Regions from separate parts of the Mus musculus genome. Here region 2 is linked to region 1. The links are chromatin contacts, called in public HiChIP or PLAC-seq maps. All regions are on one chromosome and are shown on one strand. The core of a region is the stretch at or near the end of the contact, and the rest is flanking DNA. Distances in the headings are between cores, read along the strand shown.

The links. HiChIP or PLAC-seq counts read pairs in DNA pulled down with a chosen protein or histone mark.
Region 2: an H3K27ac HiChIP or PLAC-seq map of microglia shows a contact between it and region 1, with 4 times the contacts expected there. The contact joins two enhancer-like sites. A contact is called at or near these places in 2 of 484 Hi-C or Micro-C datasets (nephron progenitors and uterus) and 2 of 115 datasets of contacts at active chromatin or transcription factors (microglia and neural progenitor cells).

Annotation. Positions count from the first base shown.
Region 1 is chr6:95,358,712-95,361,806 of GRCm38.p6, reverse strand. No RefSeq gene overlaps it. Among named protein-coding and RNA genes, the nearest start is that of AY512915, 26 kb to the right of the region's middle. Within about 2 kb of position 1,461, at least 12 of the 459 cell types and tissues checked have an H3K27ac peak or open chromatin away from gene starts, as enhancers often do. A contact at or near this core is called in microglia, where this site is marked.
Region 2 is chr6:95,462,406-95,465,500 of GRCm38.p6, reverse strand. No RefSeq gene overlaps it. Among named protein-coding and RNA genes, the nearest start is that of AY512915, 130 kb to the right of the region's middle. Within about 2 kb of position 1,685, at least 5 of the 459 cell types and tissues checked have an H3K27ac peak or open chromatin away from gene starts, as enhancers often do. A contact at or near this core is called in microglia, where this site is marked.

The sequences.
Region 1 (3,095 bases), core at 212-2,711:
AACACAAAGAAACCCAGATGTTCTTTAACCTGGGAAAGCTTGTCAGCAGGAGAATTGTAACCCTTGCCTTTCAAAGCCCTCGTCCCCTTTAAGTTGACCTTCAGTTCCAAATCCCACCAAGAGAACTGAGGGCAGCAGAGGTTTAAATAAAAAATTGGCTAATTACAACTCAACTTCATAACACCTAAGATTTTAAAGTATATTTGCTCTTTTGTAAATTTTTGATTATTTCTTTCATCTTTGAGATTATAAGAAAATGACATCATTTCTGCTTCCCTTTCTTCCTCTGATAATTTATCCAAATCCTCTACTTTATCCCTGAGTCCTACTCTTCTGTCTTCTGCTTGATTCATGTTCCTTGTAAGGTGGTTCTTTGAATTCTCAAGTTGGTTTTTTTTTTTTGGTTTTTGTTTTAGTTCTATCTTCACTTCAGCTTGAGTTCTCTTCAGTGTTTCTACCTCATTATTAAATTCAACATCAAGCTCTAGATTGTCTTTGTCATTTCCATCAGTCTATTGTTTGTGTTTGTTGGACATCACTAGGTGTTAATGTCCTTTGGATTCTTTGATGACATTTATAGTTGTTCTTTTAAATTCTCTGTCCTGGATTCCTTCAGGTAATTCGCACTGGCAGGCATTTCTATGAGACTGGTAGGTTTAGAAAGAGGATACTGGCTTGATCTCATACTGCTGTTCATTTTGCCATGAGATCTGAGCACCTGGACTTCTGTTCCATGTCTCCTGGACAGAGAGGTTAGGGCAGAAGAGAGGATGTTCAAGTAGGTTGGAAATGGCTTTGGACAGATGAAGTCAGGTGGACAGAGAAGACTGGGCTAATGTCTAGAATGTCCCTCCAGATTCAATCCTGGAGTCTGGGGCAGGTGAGCAAGAATGTAGTCCCATAGAATGGGGGAAAGATGTAAAACCACAAATGTGAGTTTTTGCTTCTGGGCCAAGTGGGAGAACAGATGTCGCTCATCGTGAAAGGAAGGAGGTACTGGGCATGCAGTTTCACAGCTGTCAGCAGGCAGTTGTGGAAGGTAGAGAGGAGTGGAGATTTCCATTTCCTGCCCTGGGATTCTTTGGGGCTCTTGATGGGTTTGAATGAAGAGGTGGGGGCAGGAGTTCCCCTAGAAGTCAATTCTTCACATTAAACTGGGAATCATCTCCGTGACAGGACTACTGTGGTATTGGTACTCAAAATCCCTGATATGAGAAATGTAGCTGAAAGTGAAATCACTGATAGACCCTAGTGGCTCCTGCCTGCAATCCCAGGATTTGGGAGATAGAGACAGGAGGGTCAGAAGTTCCAAGGTCATCCTTGGCTACATACCAAGTTTGATGCACAAAACTCTCTCTAAAAATAAACCAATAAAATAAAACAGAGCTCTAATGTCTGAAGTCACTTGGGTCAGTGTTCAAACCCTCCCCTACCACATAGACCCAGTGGGATGGGAACAAATGACTCATAGCTCTGTCCCCAGTCAAATGAGGTAATGCAGTTCCAAGCTTCCTCTACTAAAACACCAAGTCCTCAGCAGCATTTTAAATACAAAACCTGATGTTGTAGATTCAGTTCCCAGTCATATGGCTTCCGAGAGTTTGGCATGCGGGCAAAATCAGGGCTTTGCAAAAGTTTCCGAAACAGAATAATAAGGGGAGCTGCTTAAAATAGAGGTCCGCCAGAGAATCCGGGGCACAAGACTCTCTACTTAAGACAATTAAGGTTTCTCTGCCTTTGTTGAGGAAACTGGGGCATCTCCCTCCACTTCTGTTTGGCATAGTTCGAACATCACGGAAGAAAATAAGCTGTAAAAGAATCAAGCAAAACTTTGCTGACATCGTAAATCTTTTTAAAGCACCCAACTTGGGTTGGACTTCAGCTCCTGTTTAGAGCTGTTTAAAGTGGAATTGGAAACTGAGGCACTTGTCAACTTTCCCCTGATTTTAGTCTACAGAATGCTCAGGGGGTTATTTTTGCTTTTTCTGGAAACTTGGATATGGCTTAGATTTTTCTTTTTTCTTTTCTCTTGCTCTCTTTGTTATGAAAAGGGAAGAATTTTAACAGGGTTCACCTGCCACTGGATCTTAACTTACTGTTAATTCCCCCAACCTGTAGGGTTGTACTTGACTCTAGAGTGTTAGGCATAGGTTCTAAGGACAGTAATTGGGATGCTGGAAATCTGCAGTATCCATCCTATAACTCCTCCACTTGTTTGTTTATCCCTGCCTCTACTCCTTAGGCATCCCCTGTGTACTCAGCTGCCAAGGGTGGTGGTTGTCTTTTTGTTTTGTTTTGTTTTCTCCACCAGAAATTTCCACTTATTTTCTCTTAATTTGCATAACAGCCCTTAGAGTCTTGCTTTACCATTTCTAGCTCTGGGAAAATACAAACCCCCAATCTTAACTCTTACCCTATGTAAGAGTCTCTGGCCATTCTGTTGGCAGAATTTCCTGATTGCAAATCCTTTTCCTATAATATCAGGGCTCCATGGTGTGCTCGCCTCACTAGCCCTTTGGTTAGTTTTTTGACCCCATAACGCAGGAAGTAATACTTTTCAAGAGGGACTGTACAAAACGGACCCGAAATAAGTAATAATTGCCTCATAATTTTTCTTTTGTCTTTGAAAATAAAAAACACTTCAGGAAATTTGAGTTTGAAGGAAAACTGAGCAGAAATGCCCTGCCTACCTCTTTCCACTCAGTCTCTCTTCTCTCCCTGACTGCTGCACTGGAGGCTGGTGAGCCGGACTCACACCACACTACTAACTTGTGTCCTTCTTTTACATTAAGGTTCAGTGCTGTGCAGTTCTTTGGATTCATGAATCTACAATTAAAGCATAATGTAGAATATTTCCATCCTAAAAATACTCCTTCTTCATCTTGTCATTCCTGCCTCCACTCCTTTAAAAACCTGGTGACTTCTGATACCTCCACTGCCTCTAGTCTTGTTATTAGCAGTCATTCAGAGCAATCTGACAGGATGGAGACTTGATGGGGAGGAGAGTGGATGGGGACAGATGAGCAGTTCAAGTATAAAGGCAGTCTGCTGATAAGTCCCCTCTTCTTCAGAGAAGGCCACTCCTTACCTTTTCT
Region 2 (3,095 bases), core at 436-2,935, 100 kb before region 1:
CAGTGTCAGCTGCAGCCATCACTCACAGGAGGAAAGGGAGACATGCACCTGACACAGTTATCTTCAGTAAACAAAGGTGCCACAGTATTAAATATCGTGTATCTAGCACCCTGTGATCTCCACATTAGGAGACAGGAGGCAGTTAAGTCTGCTAAACTAATGTACCTGCAAGTCTAATGGTTGAGACAGACCTCTAACACCAACGATCACAAAAATGTTAAATGTAACTTTTAAATATTTTGTGTGGATAGCGTGTGTGTGCCCACATGTGTGTGTGCTCATGTGTGCACAGTTGTACAAATGCCATAGCACGCAGCATTTGAGGGTCAGAGGCCAACATTTCAGGAGTCTGTTCTCTCCTCCCACTTTGTTTTGAGGCATACTGTCTCCCTTTTGTGTTTCTGCCATTGCATTGTTGCATTGCATACTGATGTTTACACAATTCTGTCTCTCTGCTCCCTCCCTGCTTCTTGTATCTCTACTGGCAATACAGATGCACACAACGGATTCAGCTTGTTATGTGAGTTTCAGGGACTCGCTGAAATGCACATCAAGTTAGTTGCCACACCACAAAATAATAATAATAATAATAATAATAATAATAATAAAATAAAATAAAAATAAAAAGTTCTATGGCAAGCCACCTGAAGCTCAAGAACGTTCCTTATAGCATCCAGCATCCAGAGTTTGTTAGGCACTTGAGTGCTAGTGTGTGGTTTTTAGTGGGCTCAGCTGGGCAGCTGTTCTTGCTGGCCCAGCTTAGCAATGGCTGATGGTTGACCTAGGCTGGCTTTGACTGGTACCCTGGATTACTTATCTCTGCTCCATGTTCCTTATCATTCAGCTGCACGTCCTCACAAACACAGCGGAGAGAATACAAAGCACTTTTAGCCACCTGTTAGTGTCCCAAACATAAAAATCTCATTGGCCAAATCAAGTCACATGACTGCATGCAGCACCAGTTTTCTGTAGGTGCAATCTACCTCTTGATAGGAGCTGTTGCAAATCCCATGGCAAAAGGCCCGAATATAAAAAAGGAAGTGGAGTCCAGCCATTAATGTCATCATGAGAAAGAGTTAAACAGAGATCAAATGACTCTGGATCGGTCTGGAGCAACTAGGATGGTCCATCATTGCCACCATCCAGTATCCCGCTTGAACTCTGGGGCAGCAGTTTGCCTCATTCATCCCCTGAGCCTTGCCCCAGAACACACCCCAGCCCCTCAGCAGCACTGTTTTTCCTTCTTCCGGCTTCCAGCTGCAGTTACAGTGCACATAACCTGCCTCCTAAGGCTCCTGAGTGCTGCGCTCACAATTCATAGCTCCTATTTTCCTTCCCTTACCACTAGACTTGCTATTTAATGTACATTTTGCATTCTTGTGAGAAATTTGAAGTGATTTACACCACACGCACATTAACTAGGCTGTCTCCAGCTCCTCGGAGAGAGCTCTCTATCACAGTCAATGACAGAGGCTCACAGGAAAAAAGTCTAATTTGCCACATGCAGGAGCCACCCAGAACGGCACTAAAAGATCCTCCGGTGAGTTCTTTCTTCTCGGAACAAGGCTGAAAAGGGAACAGTCAGACCTCAGATTGTGACTTTCGCTCTGTTGCCATCTTATTCAGTTTTAAAAGAACATCTTGTGTAGACTTCCTGTTCTGTCTGGGGAAAGCAAATAATGTCTGTCTGTCTGTCTGATTCCTACTGCCTCAGCCAAAGGTCAGCAACCTGAGGAGGCCATGGAGCTGTTGTGTTCACATGAGCTAGAGGGAGGGGGGAGGGGCGGGGGAGGGAGGACAATGGAGAAGGGGGGAGAAGGTTCTCACAGCACACTCCCCAAGAGGGAGGCCTGCTAATGCAGTGGGTATCTTTGTAACCTCAGGAGCTCTGAAGTCTTATATGTCCTAATGTAGGGAAAGAAAAATATTATTATTAAAATCTGACTCTAATTCAAGTGCCCAAAGAAGATGATCTAGCAAGAAACAGGGGAACTCAAATAAGTTGACTAAGCTGTTAAGAGCACTTACTGCTCTTACAGAAGACCCAGACTCAGTTCCCAGGAAGCCCATGGCACTGGCGCCTCACAACTACCTGTACCTCCAGTTCTGGGTCATTTGGTGCCCCTTCTGAGATTCATGGGCACCAGACACACACATGGTGCACATACATACATGACAGCAAAACACTCATACACACAAAATAAAAATAAATAAATCTTAGAGAGAGAGAGAGAATGAAACTGCTACCCAAGACCATGTGGCCCACCAAAGTGTGTCACTGACATATTTTTATGTTAAAGCTGATTTCTATAGGATACTGGTTTTGCTGAAACTGTTCCTAAAAGTTAATGAGTATTATCACAAAAGTAGTTTTTATATTTAAAATGCCTTCTAATGTGATTGAGAAGTGGAAGACATGATAGTTAGCTTCCAGTGACAACTTGAAAAAAATTTAGGTTCACTATGAAAAAGTACAAATAAAAAATTTAAAACTAGAGGAGGCTGTGAAGTGAGCTGAGCAGCCTTCATCTCCCTCTGGTCCTGCCTGTGGTTGCAGTGTGACCAGCTGCCTCGCACTCCTCCTGCCTCCCCTCCTCTTAAAGGCAAGTCAAATAGAGGCAGGCAGAGTGCACAGTAGAACAGCAGGTTAAGTACACCCTCTTACATCATCTCGAAGGGTATTATTTACTTATTGTGGGGTCTGACAAAAGCCCAGTCTTTTGGAAGTCAAGAGATATCTTCACAAAATCGTATCCATTCCAGAGAGTGGGACAATTCTTCCGGGGTTAATTTCTCCAGCACTCAGCAGTGTCATCATCAGTGTCTCTGGTTCCTCGTGGCCCATTATGGATGCCACAGTGCCAACCATCACATCATCAGACAAAATCTGGTTAGAAAGGGACAACTGTGACTCTTCTTGGAATCTCAGGAGACTTTCCTGGGAGAGTCCTGGGGACGTTTCTCCTTTCAATTTGCTCTGTTCATTAATTGGAATATCAGATTAATATGCTTTCATAACGACACTGCATACCTATTGCTGATATTATTATCTTGTGCCTTTTTTTCCTAGTGTTACTATACATGTGCCCTTGTTG